4 separate regions of the Mus musculus genome follow, and regions 1, 3 and 4 are each linked to region 2. A link is a contact called in public promoter capture Hi-C data. All regions are on one chromosome and are shown on one strand. Each heading gives the region's core, a stretch centred on a gene start, on an enhancer-like site or on the middle of the called end of the contact. The rest is flanking DNA. Distances are from core to core; before and after follow the strand shown.

Region 1 (2,700 bases), core at 9-2,508, 620 kb after region 2:
CTATTTGTCTGGCAAGCAAGCCTGATTCAGGACAGCCCTGGATTGTCCTTAGATGCAATTCCAGCCACTTGTGGTCCTTCCAGATCCTTCCAGGTCCATGGTAGCCAGCTACTATACCCTAACATCTCCCAGGAATCAGTATAGTGGCTGGCCATGAGTGGAAGGGGAATGGGGACCTGCCACCTTGCTCAGTGACCAGCCAAAAAGTACATTGCAAGAGGCCACCACCTGGCTGCCCAGGCCAGCCCAATCTTCCTGCTGGACCAGCCAGGCAAGGAAGCACCAGTCAGCTGACATTGCCTATGGCTCCCATTCTAGTGCCCATGACACCCTGGTTCCCTCCAAGGCAACCAGTCACAAGCAGGAAGCACCACCTGCCAGAAATGATCAGAGACAACCTCATTCATTACACACCTCACAGGAGAGGCTCTGGGAAGACAACACAAGGCTGCATTCCTTCTAACAGGTTGCTTCCAAAGCCAAACTCAGCAAACTGTTTGCTTGTATTACTGTCTCTTCAGTAATACAAGCAAGCCTGCTGGAGGTGTAGGGTTGCGGTTCTAGCCCCATCCCAGCGATGACAGGCCACCTCAGGAGTGATCAGACCTGTAGTGTGGCTCAGCTTCTTGGGCTCCAACCAGTCTGCGATCTTAACTCAGCCTCCTGAATTTCAGCAGCCCCCGCGGATCCTCCCAGCTCAGCATTTTATCACTCAGGGTTGGCCAGGCCGACCGAAGCAGCAGGTACCCTTAAGAACTACGGTGTGTACCACAGTCAGATAGGGGTGTGCCACATTCACTACCCTACTGTAGGCTCTCCAGAGTACTCCACGCCCCCAGCCTGTGTGCCCCAGGCTCTATCCGAAGCGCGCCCAGCTCCCGATAGGAACCCCAGGGTGGCCCCAAGGGAACCAACGTCATCGCCGCCGCCTTGCACACTAGCGGCCGGGCTGGGTTATAGAAGTGGCGAGGCATGAACCTGCAGAGGGAACATGGCCACCCGGTTGCCCACGTAGCCACGGACTACATGGCTCTGAATAGAGAGCACCCGGCACTCGCCCTCCATGCCGGGCTAGCCTTGGTTGCTGAGGTCACAGTTGCTGTTACGGTCTGCGGATCAGCTCGCTTGTCCCTCCGCGCAGGCGTAGTTTTTGGACTTGGGTGAACTGAGTCTTGGAGTCCCGCTCCGCTAGGGGTGAGCTGGAGGCGGGGCCTCGCTCGTGCCTCGCCTCTCCGGGAAACCAGCTCTGTGGTACTGACCCCTACCCGCTCCTCTGAGCTAGTGCAGCACATCGGCGCCCAAGCCCTCTCTGCACACCCAGGTTAGCACCAAGCCATCTCATCTGGGATTCGCTCCTCAGTGTGGTTAATTCATTCCACGCTGTTCCAACCCGTTGGCCTATGGCGCTGATCACCCCATGGGTGGCACTCCTAAATGCTGCTGTCTAAAAGCTCCCACCCAGCTCCAGTGCTGTAAGACCCTCAGAGATCGGGTGGACTCCTCCAGCCTCATGGCCTCCGTGGAATCCCAGACCCGGTCAGCCGTGTGCTCGGCTGTCTGAACTCTGAACCCCGGGGGTACCTATTCCAGCGATTTCCGGGCTCATGTTCACCTTCTTAGAGCCACTCATGGGTACAACAGACTTGAAGCTGCTGCTCTGGCTTTCCTATTTTCATGCCTCCCCACACACGTGCAATCCTCTCAGTCTTAGAGAAAGTGCACCTCTCTGTCCCATCTCCAGACCTACACTTGGCACTCCTGTGGTCACGGACACATCAGGTTCACAGATCAGCGGCACAGGCCAGCGTGTAAAGTTTGCTTTGTCTTAATGAAATTACTGGGGATGAATGAGGCCAGAGTGAGTGGGGCTAAGAGAAGAAAGGAAGAAAGGAAGGAAGGAAGGAAGGAAGGAAGGAAGGAAGGAAGGAAGGAAGGAAGGAAAGAAGACAGAAAGAAAGAAAGAAAGAAAGAAAGAAAGAAAGAAAGAAAGAAAGAAAGAAAGAAAGAAAGAAAGAAAGAACGAACTGGGGACCAGATCTGCTCTGAAGAGAAAGGAGGAACCCCATTGCTTGGGGAACAGATCAGAAAGAGGAAGTGGTATTGAGGCTCCGTTGGTGGAGTGCATATCAAGGTCCTAGCTTTAACCCCAATCCCTAAAAAGGCAAACAATAAGGAGAAACACATTGTAAGGAATTGTCTTAGTCAGGATTTCTATTCCTGCATAAACATCATGACCAAAAAGCAAATTGGGGGCCGGGCGTGGTGGCACACGCTTTTAATCCTAGCACTTTGGAGGCAGAAGCAGGCAGATTTCTGAGTTCGAGGCCAGCCTGGTCTACAAAGTGAGTTCCAGGACAGCCAGGGCTACACAGAGAAACCCTGTCTCAATAAACCCAAGGGGGGAAAAAAAAGCAAATTGGGGAGGAAAGGGTTTATTCAGCTTACACGTGGCTGTGCATCACCAAAGGAAGTCAGGACTGGAACTCAAGCAAGTCAGGAAGCAGGAGCTGATGCAGAGGCCATGGAAGGATGTTACTTATTGGCTTGCTTCCCCTATCTTGCTCAGCTTGCTTTCTTATAGAACCAAAGACTATCAGCCCAGGCATGGTACCACCCACAATGGACCCTCCCACCCTTGATCACTAATTGAGAAAATGCCTTACAGCTGGATCTCACGGAGGTTCCTCAAGGGAGGCCCCT
Region 2 (2,700 bases), core at 69-2,568:
GATGGTGCTTGCACTCAGTGGTTTGGGAATAGCCTCACACAATATTCACCTGGAGAGTTCTAAACCGTGTGTGTGTGTGTGTGTGTGTGTGTGTGTGTGTGTGCGTGTGTGAGTGTGTGTGTGTGCGCGCGCATTCGTGCATGCATGAGTGTGTGTGTATGTGTGAGTGTGTGTGCGTTTGTGCATGCATGAGTGTGTGTGTGTGGGGGGGGGAGTCCTACTCCCCCTACTCTGATTTCATTGAAACTAAAGTTTGGAGTATTTAAAAAGTCCTAGGGGGTTATAATGTGTGGCCAACTTAGATGCATGTGCGTCAGGGTCTTGGCTGAGTTAGCTGTTCATGATATCCATGTGTGCTACATGGCTTTGCCCACCACCACCTCACATCTCACTTTCAGGTATCCAAAATTGCTATGCCCAGCTGAAATCAAGACATACTCCTTATACGGCAACATTTCTGCAAAGCAAATGCATTCTTATTGGTCGGCACATCTCTCTAATTGTCATTTGCTTTTCTCTAAGATTTTTCAGAACAGTTTGGAATTTGGTCAAATTAGCACTCAAAAACAAAAGGAATGGAAATAATTTGCATGCATGTGGCGGCTCACTATACGTGTTCAATTTTTTTCTTCTATAAAGAGAAATAAATTATGCCATCATTGTTATTATAGTGAATTTTACCTGTTTAGATTTTTTTTTTTAAAGCTGACACTTCTCAGAATACATATATGTGATTCTGAGGAGAAAAGGGGGAGAGAAAATAGAACAGGGAATGATGAGAGCAAAGTATAATATAACAACACCCTTCAGAAGAAGTCACAATGCATACCTAAATAATTAACCAATTTTTCAGTTCTGTCTACCATGTTGCTTGTATCGGACATTGCTGCCTTACATGAATGCTTTTTATTTTGAAGCTTAGAGTTGGGAAAACACAGTTTAAAACTGTCATGATGTGATTTCCATTTGTGAATAAGATATATATATATATATATATATATATATATATATATATATATATATTCAGCCGTAAGTCCATAAATCCTTTAGCTCTATATCCAGGGCAATTGTTCAGTACTGGGCTCTGTTCTCTCACGGGGTTGGGAGCAGCCCTGCCTGACAACATCTGTGAGCAAGAACTTGCTTTTTATTTATTTATTTATTTTTATTTTTGCTTGATTCACGCACGAATTGGTTCTGTCTACTGTCACTCGTAGCCAAGCCCGAAATGCTATCCAATCGGATGCACTAGACTGAGAATTGCCCAATCATACACAGAGAGCGAGCATGGAGGGCGGGCCTTCGCTGCTCCGCTGTGGCCTTTGTCTGTCCCCGGCCATCTTAGATCTGTAGCCTCATCCAGTTCCGAAGGATCGGAAATCACTGAGGCCCCTGTCTCCTGTGACAGTCGCGGTGGGGAGGCCCGCGCAGGACGCAGGATGTCGGCAGAGCCTGTCATGGTGAGTGCGAGCGTCCTGCAGCGGGGAAGCTGTCTCTGCACCCTCCGCCGCCCCCGACCCCCCGGCCCGGTGCGCCTGCGCCGTTGTCAGGTCCTTCAAGGCTGGGCTGGAGGGTGGAGGTTGCTGGAGTCCACAACTTGCCCGCGAGGACTTTGAGGGAGATGGGTTTCCTTCAAGAGAGGAGCCGGGTCCGTGGATTCTGCAGTCCCTTATATGTAAAGGAGAAGCAGCTCAGCTCGGAGGCCAGTAAGCAAAGGAGAGCGCCCCTTCGGGGACATCCCTCTACTTTGATCACAGTTGCCTAAGAATTTCATGAGGAGGCTAAAAGAAACAAAATCAATTTATGACAGTGTCATCTGGTTGATTTTTTCGGTAAAGGCTCCCAGCAACTTGATGTCACTTAGCATCAACATTCAGTGCTTAAGCAGATTTTAAGAGTTGAGTAAAATTTGAAAATTAAGGTAAATGGTGCATGAGTTGGCTTACTTATTTCTCTGGTCTGTAGAAAACACTGGTCTCACCTCAAAAGGATTAGAGAGAGTTTATTCTGGGACAGATATGAGTCACCCTGTTCAGTAGCATGTATTTAAGTTGCCCTAAATCACATGTTTCAACGTGGATGTAGTTAGGTGAGGTTTTAATAGTGAAAAACAAAATCAAGGCATTTATCAAAGACACTGTGGACACATCAGGGTAGATAGGTTACATGCAGAGGAAGCTCTTACAGATATGAGAGATTATCTGGGGACACTCTTAGCTTTTGGCTTGGTGGAAGCTAGTGGTCTGCTCTGTGGACACATTCCCAAGTTTTCAGCTGCTAGTTGGTGTCCGACCACATAGAGAAGATGAATACTAACTGGATATTAAGGGACCTGATGATCGCAAAGAGTTCTAACTACATTTGCAATGTTCCAGCTCCACAGAATCATGAAGTTTTGATCAGCCAGGAAACCTTATAAAGTCTTTAGAACTCACTTGGAATTATTTTTGAGGAAAGGAGAGACTTAAGTTTCTACTCCTTAAGAATTTTCTGACTTGTGAGGCAGAGACAGGTGGATTTCTGAGTTTGAGGTCTACAGAGTGAGTTCCAGGACAGCCAGGGCAATACAGAGAAACCCTGTCTTGAAAACAGAACAAAACAAAACAAAACAAACAAAAAAACCAAACCAAAACAAAACAAAACAAAAAGAATTTTCTGGCTGGGGAGATGGTTCTGATAGTAAAGGCACATGCCATCAAC
Region 3 (2,700 bases), core at 138-2,637, 570 kb before region 2:
AAACGACGGAAATATCATGTTGGAGCTAGCATAGAGTAGGTCCTTATCTTTTGAGTTAATCTTTTCTGGCTGCCTTGTGACACAGGCATTGAACAGTTTTGTTGGGGATCTACAGGTGGGGACAACCAATCATGGGCCAAGCCCCAGAGCTGCTGGGCCTAGAGGCAGGCAGGACCCAGTGGTCTTACCTGGAATCTCCTTTCTATGGGTCAGCACCAGTTTGGGCAGCTGCATGGTGACCTGGCAGTGAAGGGCAGGAGGGGCAGGGGTCCCCAGGGAGGGTAACCGCCAGCGTTGTGTCATTCGGAACAGTGGTGTGCCCTCAGCCTCTTGTATCTCCTCTTCTTGCTCTGGTTCCAGGGCTTGGGCACCCTCCAGTCTCTGCTCTCCCAGTAGCAGGGCAAAGGAGAGACTGTTCGGGTCTGCAGGCCAGATGTTGTGGGCCGTGCAGGACACCACCTGGTCCTGTCCAGGTACAAGGAACTCCGGGGACACCACCAGCTGGTCTGGGAAGGCTGTGGATCGATAGCAGGCCCAGGGCTGAGCTTAGAGGTCAGGCCTGGGCCAGGCAGAGGGGAGTTTGGCGTGAGAGTGCAGCTATGGCCTCAGGTGGTTGGGACAGGAAGGGTGAGTATGTCAGCCTTGAAGGTCTACAGTGTGGGGGTGGCAGTGGAGTGTGGGGACTTGGTGGGTGGTGGCACTGGTATGGCGCAAGGTCCTGATTCCCCCGGGGCAGGTGGCACCTAGAAAGGCAGAGTGGGCCTCACCATACACAAGGATCTTCACGGAGTGCTGGAAGCTTCGACTCCCGCAGGAGCCCACACACACAGGAGTGCCTGTGTCTGACAGCATGCCCCGTACAGAGAGGATACTGCTGCCTGGGAGGGTCTGTACACTGCCCAAGCTGGTGTCCAGACCACGCCAGTGCACCCGGGCTACACCCTCGTCACAGGACATGCTGCAGGTGATCTGGAGGGATGTGCCCATGGCCACAGCTACCTCAGACTCAGGGGGGTTCACCTGGAAGGACTGTCCTGAGGAGTAAGAGCATTAAAGCTGTGATGGGACAACTGGGTCCCAGGTTCCAGCCCTGACCCTGGGTTGAGACCCCAGGGCTCTCGTCCTCTGGCCCAGGTTCCTGGGCCTTGATGAGAGACCAACCGGAGCCGCACATCCCTAGTCTCTCAAAGCCGTGGATTTTCACAGCACTCCCAAACTCTCCTCCCTTGTACCCATTCATCTCTCGAAGCCTGCTTCCCTACCCACAGCCCTGCTTACCTCTGCTGAGCTGGTAGGGTACTAGGGCCAGGGCCAGCAGGAGGGCCAGGATGGATTCCATGCCTGCCTCTGTCTTGTGACCGCCAGGGGAAGCGGCTTAAATAAGAGTGGGCCGGCAGCTTCCTACTGTCTGAGACCCTGCCTCTCCTCCCCCTTCTGCCGGCTCTGTGGGACTTTCCCAGGGGGCTTTCCCAGCCCGACCCCCACTTTGTAGGAGGCAGAGAATCAGAGGCTAGAGGTGAGGCAGGGACCCGGGAACACAGTCATTACAGATGGGGAGGGAAGGTCTGGGAAGGTTCCAGGCCCCGGTTCTATGTACGGGAAGGCTGAAGCTAAAAGCTGGAGGTGGGTCACCATGGTGGGTCAAGTGCATGGAAATCTGCCAGTCCTAGGTTGCCCCGCCCACCTCGCTGACTAGAGCTGTGCCTTCACTTCCACAGGTGGCCGCATGAGGGCGGCAGAGGGGCCTGGCCTGGTTCTGGATGGTGCGGGAGTTGTTCTGGGGCCTGAGTTCCATGTGATGTGTGTCTGGGATAAGTCACCAGTTGTCCCCTAAGTCTTTGTCCTTCCACTTGCAGGCCTGACAGAGCCTGGGGTCTGGGGCTGGCTCACTTTGACCTGAAACATTGGAGACTTAGGTTTGGTGCATCCTTGTGGGACCATGGACCTTGCCAGGAAACTTGGTAAGACTGAGCAGGGTCAGAGTCCCGGGCACCCAGGCACCCAGCTGAGATGGTAGGTGGCTCCCTGATCCCTACCAGATTCCTGTCCTGGAACACGTGTCACACTTCCCACATAGGAACCGTGACCTGTGGTCACAGTAGCCCAGAACAGTTCTGTATGCTAATGAAGTATTTAGAGGCCCTGAGGGATTAGCCAATAAACTTCCCTTCCTTCCGGGACATTCCTCCCTGGACATTTAGTCTCTAGTGCATCCTGAGGAGGTGGAATGCACTCATTTTCCACGATGTACAATCAATAAACAGTTTGGAACCAAGGACTGTCTCTTTCATCAAGAATGCAGTAGGGAGCACAGAGAAAGGCTTCGACTACAGAGCCACAGCCCGAGTCTCCTGCAGAAGCCCCTCTGCACTCCAAGAAAACTGCTGCTAAGCCAAGCACAATCCTCTATGAGCTTTCCGGGCTCACCGTCACCCTCAGCCAGAGGACCCCCAATTCTATTCCTAACTCCCCGAGACACAGTGCTGACTGGATGTACAGGAGTTTGGGAGCCCCCGTGGGGCCCACGGGCTCCTCATGCAGGCCCCGGGGACCCACGGCCCTCCATTTCTGACTCCTCTGTGTGGTTGGTTTTCCAGAGGTGACTGGATGCCCAGGAGTCAGGGCATCCTAGCTTTGGCCTCCCAAATCTTAGGCTAAAATTTCCCACCTCTGAGCTGTGTATTGGTGCAACGCTCAAGC
Region 4 (2,700 bases), core at 54-2,553, 630 kb after region 2:
TAGTAGGGTATCTAAGTAAATGAATACATAAAATAAATCCAAGGCAGTTCCAGGTGTGGTGGCATACACCTTTAATCCTGGCACTCAAGTTAGGTGGGTCTCTGAGTTCAAAGCCAGCTTGGCTTAGATAGTGAGCTGGATCAGGGAGAGAGACATCATGAGACCTTGTCTCAAAAAAGCTAAAGAAAAGCTCAAAGTGAATTGCCCCTCCCTAAGTATAACACCAGAGGTCTTCTATACACATACACAAACACAGAAATGCCGGGATTATAAATGTACACCATTGCTCCAGGCTAGCAAGATTCAGTTACAAGAAATGTTTAGCACATACATAGTATCCAGCAAACGTTACTATCAGCAAGCAATTAATTATTCCTCCAATGTACTTCCATTTAGTTGATTCCAGTCAAGCCTTCCTAACAACTTGGTTCTTCTTTACAGCTTTTCTGGTGCTGGGGCCTTGGTATGCACCCCACCAACGGAGCCTCAAAACCACTTCCTTTTTCTGATCTGTTCCCCAAGCAATGGGAATGTTCCTTTCTCTTCAGAGCAGATCTGGTCCCCAGTACTCTCTCTCACCAAGATAAAGCAAACTTGACATACTGGCCTGTGCCACTGATCTGTGACCCTGGTGTGTCCGTGACCACAGGAGTGCCAAGTGTAGGTCTGGAGATGGGACAGGAAGAGAGGTGCGCTTTCCCTAGGACTGAGAGGACTTGGTGGGTAGTGAAGAGGGGAAGACCAGTGCAGCCCCTTCAAATCTGTCCCCATGAGTGGCTCTAAGCAGACTTGAGCCTAGAGAAGATCTCTTATTATATTGAGAAGGGGCACGTGACTCCTGACTCAGGGTAGCCTGAGATCAGATGCCTGTGAGCCCTACTGGGTCTGGGATTCCACGCAGGCCGCGTGGCTGGAAAGGATCTCCTGATCTCTGAGGGTCTTCAGGCTCTGGAGCTCAGTGGAAACTCTTTGGACAGCAGCTCCGGAGTATGCCACCCATGGAGTGATCAGCGCCGCGGGCCAAGGAGGTGGAACAGTGTGTACTGAAAGTACCGTGCTGTGGAGTGTGATACAGGCGAACCCCCTGACGCACAGACAGATCTGCAAAAAGGGATGTGAGGCCACGTGATGGAGCACAGAGGAAGGAGCTCATGTGCTGGATTCCACAGGTCCCGTTGCCCGGAGGGGCGGGGCCTGCGTGAGGCACCGCCTTCAGCCCGCCCCTCGCCGCGCGGGACTCGCGGGTTAGCAGCCGGCCTGTTGAGGTCAGAGGAGGCGGGGAGCGCGTCCAAGCCTAGCGACTGCGCGTGCTTAAAGCGCTCGGAGCAGAATCCGAGCGAGCGGCCTGAGCAACCCCAGCCTGTGACACCACCTGGACCACGCGCCACTACAGCTTTCCCGGCATGGAGGGCGAATGCCGGGTGCTCTCCATCCAGAGCCATGTTGTCCGTGGCTACGTGGGTAACAGAGCGGCCATGTTCCCTCTGCAGGTATGCGCTCCACTGCTTATGTAACCGGGCCGGGCTGCTCACTTGCGGGTCTACGGGTTCGCTGCGTGGCCTTTTCCGACTAATGACCTTGGCCCCCTGTGGCCATCCTTTTGGGTCCCTATTGAGCGCTGGGCGCGCTGAGGGCAGATCCTGGCGCAGGCAGGCCGGGGGCGTGGACTACCCTGGGGAGCTTACAGCGGGGTGGTGCAGGTGGCACGAAGCCCCCTGCCCGGCTGTGGCGCACACGGTAGCGCCTGAGGGTCCCTGTTGCTTCCGTCTGCCTGACCAACAGTGGGCAGGGGCTTCCCGAAGCGTTAAAATGCTGAGCTGGGAGAATCCTTTCCTTTGGGAGCGCGGAGAGCCTCTTGGTAGACACATTGGCTAGTGATTGCTCGCTCTCTGCAGACATCCACGTTCTGCTTCTACCCATTCTATGAACTTGGACCAAGGAGGAAGCTGGGCCCACGCTTGGGTCTGAACACTCTTAGGGTGGTCTGTCACCCGCAGAGATGGGGCTGGAACTCTGCACCTCCCGCGTGCTTGCTTTTATTCCTAAAAGACAGCATAGTTTGCTGAGTTTGGCTTTGGAAGCAACCTGTTAGAAGGGCTGTAGCCTTTTCTTCCCAGATCCTATCTCCTGTGAGATGTGTGATGAATGAGGCTATCTCTGATCATTTCTGGCAGGTGGTGCTTCCTGCTTGTGACTGGTTGCCCTTGGAGGGAACCAGGTTGTCATGGGCATTAGAATAGGGGTCATAGGCAATATCAGCTGACTGGAGCTTCCTTGCCTGGCCGGTCCAGCAGGAAGATTGGGCTGGCCTGGGCAACCAGGTGGTGGCCTCTTGCAATGTATCTTTTTTGGCTGGTCACTGAGCAGGGTGGCAGGTCCCCGTTCCCCTTCCGCTCATGTCTAGCCATTAAACTGATTCCTGGGAGATGTTAGGGTGTAGCCTCTGGCTACCATGGACCTGAAAGAAGGACTTGGAAGGAAAACAGGTGGCTGGAACTGCATTTAAGGACAATAGAGGACTGTCCTGAATCAGGCTTGCTTGCCAGACAAATAGAGCAATTGATTGTTATTATACAGCATAGGAGATCAAAGTCTGTAGGCAAGGGCAGTTGCTGAGTGTTTGAGCGCCTGTTGGTTGATAAACAGTGCTTCACCCACACGGTCTAGTGTAGGCATTCTTGTTCTATCCAGAATGCACTG

What was found. Promoter capture Hi-C pulls out the DNA fragments that hold promoters and counts their contacts.
Region 1: a promoter capture Hi-C map of hippocampal neurons shows a contact between it and region 2, with 3 times the contacts expected there. The contact joins the enhancer-like site here to the promoter of 2610008E11Rik in region 2. A contact is called at or near these places in 9 of 39 promoter capture datasets (the 3T3-L1 cell line, 3T3-L1-derived adipocytes, cranial neural crest and 5 more), 3 of 484 Hi-C or Micro-C datasets (CD8 T cells, cortical neurons and nephron progenitors) and 7 of 115 datasets of contacts at active chromatin or transcription factors (the NIH/3T3 cell line, astrocytes, bone marrow-derived macrophages and 4 more).
Region 3: a contact with region 2 is called in a promoter capture Hi-C map of hippocampal neurons, with 5 times the contacts expected there. The contact joins the promoter of Madcam1 here to the promoter of 2610008E11Rik in region 2. A contact is called at or near these places in 16 of 39 promoter capture datasets (the 3T3-L1 cell line, the C10 cell line, cranial neural crest and 10 more), 6 of 484 Hi-C or Micro-C datasets (the N1E-115 cell line, cerebral cortex, cortical neurons and 2 more) and 3 of 115 datasets of contacts at active chromatin or transcription factors (astrocytes, bone marrow-derived macrophages and embryonic stem cells).
Region 4: a contact with region 2 is called in a promoter capture Hi-C map of hippocampal neurons, with 5 times the contacts expected there. The contact joins the promoter of Pdxk here to the promoter of 2610008E11Rik in region 2. A contact is called at or near these places in 10 of 39 promoter capture datasets (the 3T3-L1 cell line, 3T3-L1-derived adipocytes, cranial neural crest and 5 more), 2 of 484 Hi-C or Micro-C datasets (adipose-derived mesenchymal stem cells and cortical neurons), 10 of 115 datasets of contacts at active chromatin or transcription factors (the NIH/3T3 cell line, astrocytes, embryonic forebrain and 7 more) and 3 of 9 other capture datasets (adipose tissue, embryonic stem cells and liver).

What each region holds. Positions count from the first base shown.
Region 1 is chr10:78,480,534-78,483,233 of GRCm38.p6, reverse strand. No RefSeq gene overlaps it. Among named protein-coding and RNA genes, the nearest start is that of Gm30232, 4.8 kb to the left of the region's middle. Within about 2 kb of position 1,258, at least 260 of the 459 cell types and tissues checked have an H3K27ac peak or open chromatin away from gene starts, as enhancers often do. A contact at or near this core is called in CD8 T cells, bone marrow-derived macrophages, cortical neurons and 3 more, where this site is marked.
Region 2 is chr10:79,096,218-79,098,917 of GRCm38.p6, reverse strand. It overlaps 2610008E11Rik (RIKEN cDNA 2610008E11 gene), which reads left to right and starts at 1,318. Exons shown (of 6, transcript NM_001004362.2): 1 at 1,318-1,460. The coding sequence starts at 1,440.
Region 3 is chr10:79,663,246-79,665,945 of GRCm38.p6, reverse strand. It overlaps Madcam1 (mucosal vascular addressin cell adhesion molecule 1), which reads right to left and starts at 1,387. Exons shown (of 5, transcript NM_013591.3): 1 at 1,279-1,387; 2 at 768-1,034; 3 at 189-515. The coding sequence starts at 1,339.
Region 4 is chr10:78,463,551-78,466,250 of GRCm38.p6, reverse strand. Pdxk (pyridoxal (pyridoxine, vitamin B6) kinase) reads left to right here and starts at 1,303. Exons shown (of 11, transcript NM_172134.2): 1 at 1,303-1,490. The coding sequence starts at 1,404.